Linked DNA regions of Rattus norvegicus: region 1 is linked to region 2. The links are chromatin contacts, called in public Hi-C maps. All regions are on one chromosome and are shown on one strand. Each heading gives the region's core, a stretch centred on a gene start, on an enhancer-like site or on the middle of the called end of the contact. The rest is flanking DNA. Distances are from core to core; before and after follow the strand shown. Region 1 holds the start of Irx1 (iroquois homeobox 1). Region 2 has its middle 210 kb from the start of Irx1.

Region 1 (4,678 bases), core at 806-3,305, 210 kb before region 2:
CATTTTAAAAAGGATCCAGTTACCAGGTTAACAAAAACGAAGTCGGAACCCTAAAAAAGTTACTAAAAGCTTGTTTCTTTGACTAATTAATTTAGTGACCGAGGCCGCGCCTCAGAGACTTCTGTGGCCCGAATTCGTTTGAACCTCGCCATTGTAAAATGTACGTTTCGCCTTTTAAAATTATTTTAGTTGTAATAGTAAAGGAGAAATTTCGGCCTCGTCTCTGTTGGGAATTGTTTTCGAAAGGGCACCTTGTAAATCTCTCATCGCTCCCGGGGCATACTGGCTGTCTGAACAAAATGGGGGGTTGATCTTCCTGGTTGGGAAGCACCCGAAAGGCAGCTGGCCGGCCGACCACTAAGAAATAGGCTTTCTTTCTAAACTACAAGAAAAGTTCGGGAAATCGCGCTAGCCGCTTTGCTCCTGCACAATCCATCCTTTAAGGGGATCTGGTCTGGTCTGTTTTCCCAGGGACTGGATAATTCGGGGTTCTTGGAAATTGCCCTATCCAGAAGATAGCAGGGCGGCAGGGGACTGCCTCCCAAAATCCCGCGCCCGCCTTGCACTTTGCCAGCGGCCTCAAGTTTAAGCAGTCCGACCTTTCAGTCAAACCAAGAAAAATTGATCGGTGGAAAGGACAGACTGGCCAATACTCCTGTGGAGAATTAAATTCACACACACACACACACACACACACACACACACACACACACACACACCCATCTGACACCCACTGGGACAGGAGATGGGAAAGCACCATTTATTTTAATCACTGGGACACTGTTCCTTTAACTCTCCCTTATGTAACGCGGGAAGAAAAGTGCTTTTCTTTCGGCTCAAATGAAAAGGAAAGTTTGGCAACTTACGAAAGTAAAAGCAAACACCGTTTCGGTAACCAGAATTTATGTCAACTTAGTATTTCTTAACCGGGATCCCGATCCCTATGGTGCCTACACACGCCATTAAGAGACCTCTCTGCTCCGCGGACGTCTATTGTTTGTTGGGATGTTTTTGACGGACTCCGCTAGATTTAACCGGTTCCCTTTGGCAAAGTTCAGGGCAACTACCTCTGCTCTGCCAAAGAGGGAGAAGGAAGGTCTTCTGGGCCCAAGAGAAAGCTCTTGCAGCGCTCAGGCGAGGCCAGCCGCCAGGCCAGAGCAGTGTGACTAAAGCGGCCCTGGCTGCGGGGGCCCGGCGGGCCTGCCCTGTCGCACAGAGGCGCCTGGCGGTTTTGCCCGGACCTCCAGCGCCTGCCGCGCTCTCAGGCCTGCTCTCGGGTTTCTCTCTACTAGCGCACAACCCTTTCAGGATCGGGTCTTCAACCCCCAAGACTGCAGTGGTCACTGCCTGTGCCTCTGGGCATTCCCCAGTCCCGGGGGAACGAGGTCTCCGCCACCGGATCCCCTGTGCAGGACCCCTTTTGCTCTTTTTTCCAGACACTGCCTGCGGGTCCTCTGTTTCTCTGCTCGGCCAACCGCTCCCGCTGTCCCTGGGCGCCGTGATCTCCCGTGGGTGCGGGTCAGGAGGACGCGCGGGAGGCGGGAGCACTCACCATCTGTGAGAAGAGGCTGAGGTCCGCGGCATAGGGCAGAAAGGCGCTGTAGTTGGGTGCGCCCGCGTACGGTCCCGCCGCGGCATACATGCCCAGCACCGAGGTGACCGCGGCCGCTCCGGCGCCCGCTCCCAGCTCTGCAGTCCCCGGCCGACCCGACGAGGCGGCGGCTGCAGCAGCCGCGGCCGCAGCCAGCATCCCAGGGCGCTCTCCACCGTAGGCGCCCGGGCCCGCGGCGCTTAGGTATTGCGGGTAGCCCAGCTGCGGGAAGGACATGTCCGCGGGCTTGGCGGTGGTGGAGGGCACCCTAACTGCGCGGGCAAAGAGACTGGCTGTCGATCCGAGGAGGCGCGGCTCTGGGGCTGCGGGCGGCGGGCCGGGCGCGCTCCGGCCGGCCCGGGGGCGGGGGCCGCTCGCTGTTCCTCAGCCCAGTGCTGGTTGGCGGCGCCCGGCTGCGCCCGGATCCGAGATCGCGCGCCGACTGCGGCGGCCGCCCTCCGCTCGGCGGCCGGGCTCTCAGACACAATTTGAAGTTGATGCTTTGATTGGCATCCCCTTGAGCACAGGCCCCGCCCCTGGCTCCCCTCCCGCCCCCTCCCTGCCTCCAGCCCGCCCTCGCTGGCCGCTCCCGCCCCTCACGGCGAGCACGTGGTGCCCCGCGCCCGCCGGGCCACCTCCTCCTCCGGTGGGCGCGCGCGGCCCGTCTGCTGGTTTAGGTCCGGAGGCCTCAGGCTTCATCCCAACCAGCCCCCGCGGCTTTTGACAACCTGTCGACACCGGTTTACAGCTGTCTGACACCCGGTTTTGCATCCGAGATCTGTTCCCCCACCTCCTTTTAACAAAAGCAACTCCGGGATTGCGTTTCCACAGCTGGGGTGGCAGGGAGAGAGGCCTGGGGCCAGGGGACAGTCTATAGCGAGCAGCCTCTCCTCTGTGGCTGGCGTTGCAACACCTCCGTGGGACATATTTGGCTGAAGTGTTCGGATAAATCAACGCTTGGCTCGACACCTCTGATACAGGGTGCTTCGTCTCCCTGGCCCCACTTGCTATTAACAGATCCTCTGGAAATCGCTGACCCCCTTGCTCTTGGGGAAGCGGGATGTGGCCGTGCTCTGTCGGTTCCTCCAAATATAAAAACTTCGAAAACGGGCAAGCCAGCCGAGAAATCACTGTCTAGTAGCGGAGAGATCCTAGAGGGAGGGGAAAGGAAGTGTAGGAAGGAACGGACCTTCGCAAGGTAAAGGGAGGATTGAATCTTGCCGATAGTTACATCTTTGTTCCAGCTTTGGAGAAGCCTGCATGGCCTGGGTGCCCGCGTTTATCCACTAGGTGTGCAGACTGGGAGCGCCAACTTGTGTGGAGCTCAGGTACCTGAGGCCTGAGGCGGCGCTGCGACTAGCCAGTAGGACAGGACAGCCATCAGTCCGCTGGCCTTGAGCTCCCCACCCCTGACTCCTCTGCCCAGTTTCTATCTCAGAGGCAGGGAGAATGAGAACTAGACAGTGTGAAAGCCAGCAGCAGTTATGTGGCCTAGGACAGGAGGCTGGCTGCTCTGTTCTCCGGGCAGACTTGGAATGTACCTTCCTCTCTTATACAGCAGGGCCAGCCAGAGAAAGATGCTTCTGTGCTGGGTTCCCTAGATTGCTATTGGAAGTTCAGAACTGCTAGTGCCACATTTCTTGCTGCTGCCTATAATGTGGCATATGTCTGAGAGTGTCACATCACATCATCATTCAATCATGCAGAGAGCTTCACCCTCAGAGTCTAATGCCAGACTTAGAGAATTAAGAGGTACAGGGGCAGGCTTGACAGAGAGCCCCAACATGCACACTGAAATGCTGTTTTTAGTGCCATCAGGACCCTGGACACCAGCTAAAGCCCACTTGCTTGCCTGGAGTTCCAAACTCCTGCAACATCAGAAAGTCCTCCTCCCTATAGGTCTTGAAATCAGACACTGAAGGTTGCCTGTAATTAGCCACAATACAACTGGTAAAAGTAGTTACTAATTACCAGCAGGAAAATCAGGCTTCATTTCTCTCCTCTGGTTCAGGGCTTCTTACTTGTTCAGGCTGTTCACTCCATAAGAGCCTACATACTTCATACCTCCCAACCCCCAGGAACCTCAGGAACTGCTTTTCTGCTTGGATTTAGTCTGGAGGTTACCCTGAGGGAACTCCCTGATGTTCTAGCTTATGAAGTTCCTAATCATGACCTCTTCCCGGTTCCCAGCTCGGCAGCCATCTTGTAACCAGAATCTTAGGATCCTATCTTACATCCTCCAAACAAATACATCACTTCATTCTAGTGAATAGCGGACCTGACCATTGTTCTTGCTCAGTGAACCACTCACTTCAGGTGACAGGTAAAGGCAGGAAAGATAAGACCTGAGCAAGGAGGTGGGAAGTCTTCCAAATACATCTCCCTGCCAGTATGCAGTGGCAGAGGGTCACCAGCCTGTCATCACTCCCCACAACTGCTTGCTTGACTTGCAGGTGTTGGGTCACTTGCCTTAGGTCTATTAGACCTCTTAGGAAGGGGATTGGGGAGGAACTGGGGGTAATTTATTCTCACCCCCCACTGGACCAGCAGTGTGACTTCTCCCTCTATGTAGGTTGACTGCACCAAAGACAGGAAATGGGTGGAAACTACAAGATAATTTGAGAGATGCGGCTGGGCAGACTGGATGGCAGCAAGGGTATGGACTAGGTTGGTGAGGTGTAGGAAAGTTAACTGCTCTTTGCTATAGATCAAGCTGCAAGAAAGACACTTGTGCTTAAACCCAGTTCTGGAAGGGGCTAGTAGAGCCTCCTTTCTTTCTCCTTGGCTCCTCACCCAGAAGCTTGAACCTCTAGTAGTGGGGAGCAACAGGGAGGTGAAGACAGCAACGTAGGGAACACAAGAACAGTCATAAAATTACCCACAAATCTCCAGCTGGAGGGGATGCCTGAGCAGAAGCTGGAAATTCTCATGTCTCTGGAAAATTGGGGCCAAGATGTTGATGGCATCTGTAATATGCGGGAGGAAGGTTTCCAGTCTGAAAGAGCTATAGGGCTCTTGTGCTAACATCCTTGTTGGGGGGGGGGGGCATTCATTGCCTTTTTTGGACAGAATGTGGAGCAATAGACA
Region 2 (5,293 bases), core at 2,706-5,205:
GATGTTGAGTACAGAATGAACTGGTTTACTGATTCTCTCTTGGCTACACGCCAACAAGACAAAGAGTGGGAGGGTACATTGAGCACCAAGATGACAAGATGTAGTCCAAACCTTGTTCACCCTTCAGCTTCTATAAACCTGCTGAAGGCAGGATATCAAATTTCAGACTCGGTGATGTTTGTTTATGCTTAGGGGAAGGATTCACAATACCCTCTGGAACCAGAGATATTTGGGCATATTTCAATAGCCCAGTTTTTACAGTTACTGGTTTTAAAAATGATGTGACTCAATGCCCATTAAGGTCTCTGGCAAAAGAAATCAGGATGTCACACCAAAGTGTCAATCTTCTGAAGATATTGAGGACGACTCGAGGCAGTAGTAAGAGTCCCTGCATGACATAGGAAGACAAACTTTCTGTCACATGACCTACTATATCCTTTACTTATCTACTCTTTCCTAAACTTAATGGCTGTCATTTGTTTTTTCTTGCTGAGTGTTTGCATGTCATTCCAGTTGTCTTTTCAGTTGTTTGTTTGCTTGAGGTTTTGTAGCCCCAAAAATGCAATAAGATAAAACTTATTAAAGTACCTGATAGTAAGCAGCTGTAGGTACATGGCTCTGTGGGAAGCTCGGCAAGCAGCCACATGGCCTAGAACTCAGACTAGGCAGCATTTCTTCCTACATGGGTGCCATTTCACCTTTGCTTCTCAGTGACAAGGGGGTGTACAGGTGCCTGATGAGTTGAGCAGACAGGTGATTGGATGAGCAAGTGGGTATTTGGAAGAGCAGGTGGGTGAGCAGATGAGTAGGTGGAGGGTCAGAAGAGCAGGTGGATAGTCAGAAGATCTAGAGAGTATATTACTGGAATTGTTTGAATGTCAAGACGTAAGTTACAAGGATCATGGCTTCATGTCCACAGCATTTTGAACAAGAAAAGCCATATTTTCTACAGACACATGCTTTTGCAGTTAACAGTCACCATGGGACTGATGTGAGTACTGGATGTCCACAGTTCCAGAACACTTCCTATTCCTGTAAACAGGCATATTACAGGGTTGGGCCTTGTTACGGTAAAGCTTGTCCTTTAGGACATGACAGTGATTTATGAAAAGAACAGTAGATTATCTAGCTATGAGTTAACATCACCAGCACCTCATCTTGGCAATCCAGAACATGTGAGAGAAGTCTGTGATTCTCTCTGTTTCTCCACAGCCTCTGTAGTACTAGCAATATTGAATTTGATAACTCAGGCTAGTCCAGCAAGCATTCCTTTTCTTGGGGATGTGGTCACCAGATTATTTATCCTCATGGGACCTGGGTACTCAAAGTCCATGAGCAAAAGGTAGTGCAGCCAGGACCTAAAAGGGCCTGTCTTCGTGTTGTGCTGTATGCCACCTTCTCTGCGTCCTCTGTGACAACAAGAGGGACAAACTCTCTAGTCTTTTCTCTCACAAATGCACTAATTTATCATTAGAGCCTCAGCCTCAAACTTTATCATATCCATAGGCCATTTGGAAGATCTGGACACATTAACATGTCTAGGAACAATCCTTGGAATCCTAATGCCATGTGACAGTCACAAAAGGAGGCAGTGGGCAGTGGCTTGTAAGTCTTCTGGTTTTGTTGCTATTGGAGTTTTGAAGTCATAAAGAGAATCTTTTTTTATTCTTACTGTATTTGATAAACTTTTTTTTGAGACAAGGTTTTGCTATATTGCTCCAGCTGTCCTCAAGCTCCAGGGCTTAAAATGATCCCCCTGCCTCAGCCTCTTGAGAAGCAGTGTTCATGATAATCTTTAAAAGATGTCAGTGGTGTCTTTCAAGGAATCACCTGGGATACAGAGATAAAGTACATGAAGATGTCAGACACTCGCGCTGTTCTCAGTGCCATGGTGACTTGCAGATGCCAACAGTGATTCCATGTTGTCTCCAAGGTGAGTTTTTAACAAGACCTGCAGGGACAAGAAAGGCCAATATCCAGATGCTCCCATTGGCATTTTGGCCTCAACTTGCACACTGAACAAAATGTTAGGGATTTCAGTAGAACTGGCACATGGCTTCATGTTGCATTTTTCTGAGGCCCAGGGAAAGGTGTGTGGGCTATGCCTGTAGCCAAGAACTGTGTCACCTGCATGTTCTGAGAGACAGACAGGATCCTAGCTAATGATGCAGCCATATAGCTGTGCTGGGTATCCATCAGATTCTCTCAACATCCCATCTGTGCTAAGAATGTGAACTCCCACTTCATCGATTTGCATCAGCTAGGACTGCTAAGGTGTGGTCTTTGTTTTGCACATGATCCAAGTCACAAAAAGTCAGAGCACACATCGTTCCTCACAAAGAAATGTGTCTGGTGACTAGGACTGTGCAACAGATAAGGAACAATTTGGGGGAATGTGGATGAGCCGAGTGCATAGCAAAGGGAAGCACTTTAGTCACAAATCCTGTCATAAAACACCCTCCAGTAATTACAAGTGGCCCAAAAGCTCATTTAGAACGAATTTACAATGGTAGGAAAATGGTCAATGAGTTAAGTGTGTGTGTGTGTGGGAGGAGTGCACTGAAGGCATATGTGGCTATATGACCTTGTGTCCTATTCAAAGAACACTTGAAAAATCAGATTCTGAACATAGGCTATTGAGAAAAAGACCCTTCCTTTAGAGAAGAAAGTCTCTAGGTCTATTGCAGGGAGGAACTTCCTCATAGCCATGAGTGACTGCCCCTGGGCTGTGGAATGAGTCAGAGTTGGCTGACCGGACAGGCATAAGGGATCCATTAGGAGACCCGGTGCACATCTCCTTTTGTTTGTGTCATCTCCTCAGGCAAAGGTATAAAATAGAATAGTCACACAATTTTGTCGTCGTCCTAAATTTGCCAGAAGCTTGTTCTGTCCCAAGAAACGGGGACAGCCCTGAATAAAGAGGCAGATTCCAGGGTGACATCAGACCTTCAGGACCCAAGGACACATTCTTCCCTTTCTGGGGGGGGGGGGGTCACAGTGTGCAGGAGATGCACGCATTATTGTAGCCCAACATACTAGTTAGCCATTTTCCTCTCCCGAATTAAAAAATTGAATTATACACTCTGCCTAGTTACTGGGCCTGTGAAGTTTATTAAAGTTTATCGACCATGTGTGGACACTTCAGGATCCCACTTCAATTGAGGCTACCAAGACGGAACATTGAATTAAGAGGCAGCGCTTGCCTCGGCTCGGGTGGACTCCAGCAGAGCTACAGGTAGCTCAAGTCTCCTTCAATTAGACATAATCATCACTCACAGTCAATAATTGTGCTAAGGGCTGCTTTCAAATCTGTGAGGGATTCGCATTTAATGTACTGATTCAGCTTGTCTGAGCCAAATTCTCTGTGTACTGAAACCAAAGCAATTTAGTTCTTGCCTACGGCCTTTTTGGCAGTTCATCTAGAGCTGAGCACTGTGAGGACGCTGAGATACAATTTAATCTGAGACATCTGGGCGCAGACAGGACCTTTTCCTTAACGGAGAGAGACGGAGCAGCAGCTAAGCTCTGGTGTTCTGTGAAGAACCAGTCCTTATCTAGCCCAGGAAAAAAATAAAGCATTTAAGATAGAGTAAAAAGCCAGAGCAAAGACATTTTTTTTTCCTGTGGGTTTATGAAATGCACACGGCAGCTCCAACAGCCTCCTGCCTCAACCCGCAGAAAACACTTGAGCCCTGAGCCCTGGATTAACCATTTAAGGATATTACACTTATCTCAGGCTGCAGCTGACGGCAGAGATCTTTATTAAATATGAAGGCGAGTGTCTAGTCCTTTGTGCATTCACAGAAATATGGAAATTCCTTCACGTACCTTGCTGGCTCTGTGTGGGGGAGGGGGTCTGAAGAAGGACAGCAGTCTTTGTTACTCAACGCACACACCCCTGAGCCTCTGATAGGGAGGGTTGACCTCTGTGTGTTATGTAACACTGTCCGGAGCCTTTCCAAGAGATTGGGAAAGATTTCATTCTGTGTTGTTGCTGACCTGTGACCCTTGTCACCACACGAAGACCTGCTGGCTTTATTTTTTCAAGAGTTATAGAATCACAGACATCCATAAGAATCCCACTGACACGTGTGATGGGAGAGCTGTGGCTCTTCACTGGGTGAAAGGGCACTTGGGTGGATATAGAAAGCGCACTTGATACTCATAGCCTAAGGAGATTCGGGTGATATCCTGGTTCACAACAGGCTCAGCTAAGGACATCCAGCCTAGAAGAGTGCTAGACAAAGGCAAAGCCTAGCTACCTGTTAGCACCAAACGGTGGACCAAAGGAGCTAGGGACAAAGAGGATTGGGTTCTTGGCTTCTATCTACACAATCTACAAGCAAAGAAAGAAGTCTAGTGTTGACTCATGTCTGGAAGTCTCCCCCTTTGATCTTAGATTCACCTCCTAAGGCCTCAGTGTGGAGCAGACTAGGACCTGTGGAAAGGTCCCCAGAGACATACGACCTGGGTTACTGTGGCATCTCTGTGAGAAACACTGACAAGTACAGGAACTGTACTGTTGCAAGGGGAAGCCACCCTCAGCACCAGGGTGATGCTCAGCAAGATGCTAGCTGGTGCCAGAGCTGTCCCTGCTCCTCTCCCCAGCTCCTCCTGACCTCCCCTCCCTGAGGCTTCATAGAGACTCTAACCCTAACCCTAACCCTGTTCCTGTAAGGTGAGTCTGAGACAGGTCAGGGGATGTCCTCCTGATATTGCAGGGGAGGCAGGTACAATTGTAGACTTGAACCCAGGAGAGCAACCCATTGAGGGTAGTGGGTGGAAAAAACTAAAATGAATGTTCTGTCAGTGAAACATCATGGCAGGACAAATGTTTCTCCAAGGAAAATAGCCATATGTCATATCCATATCCCAAATATGGAGATACAGAAGCTGAGAACAGTCTCCCTGAGGCCCTACCCAAAATATTACCACACACTGCACAGACCATGTGGCTTACACACCGTATAAATAGCACAACTGGCACACACACAATGCATACAATATACTTCTCAGACCATAGCAGCCTCACATACACACTGTAAGACAGACTTATAGAACACATACTATACAAAACATATATGTATCATGTATACAGCATATATTCATACACAGAACATGTCACATTCATACCACACTTACTGTAGATTCCACATGTATTATACAGTGTACATAGCCCGGACATACCAGAACTTGCAACTTATCCCTGTATTCCTATTCATACATCATATATACATGTAGCATATGAATTACATACACACTAACACAACACAAATCCCATATGTATCATGTG

Evidence for each region. Hi-C and Micro-C count contacts between places; a contact is called where the count stands out from the background.
Region 1: a Hi-C map of hepatocytes shows a contact between it and region 2, with 2.3 times the contacts expected there. The contact joins the promoter of Irx1 here to the enhancer-like site in region 2. A contact is called at or near these places in 3 of 12 Hi-C or Micro-C datasets (hepatocytes, kidney and liver).

What each region holds. Positions count from the first base shown.
Region 1 is chr1:33,120,499-33,125,176 of GRCr8, reverse strand. It overlaps Irx1 (iroquois homeobox 1), which reads right to left and starts at 2,055. Exons shown (of 4, transcript NM_001107331.2): 1 at 1,553-2,055. The coding sequence starts at 1,828.
Region 2 is chr1:32,912,838-32,918,130 of GRCr8, reverse strand. No RefSeq gene overlaps it. Among named protein-coding and RNA genes, the nearest start is that of Irx1, 210 kb to the left of the region's middle. Within about 2 kb of position 3,955, at least 3 of the 93 cell types and tissues checked have an H3K27ac peak or open chromatin away from gene starts, as enhancers often do. A contact at or near this core is called in hepatocytes, where this site is marked.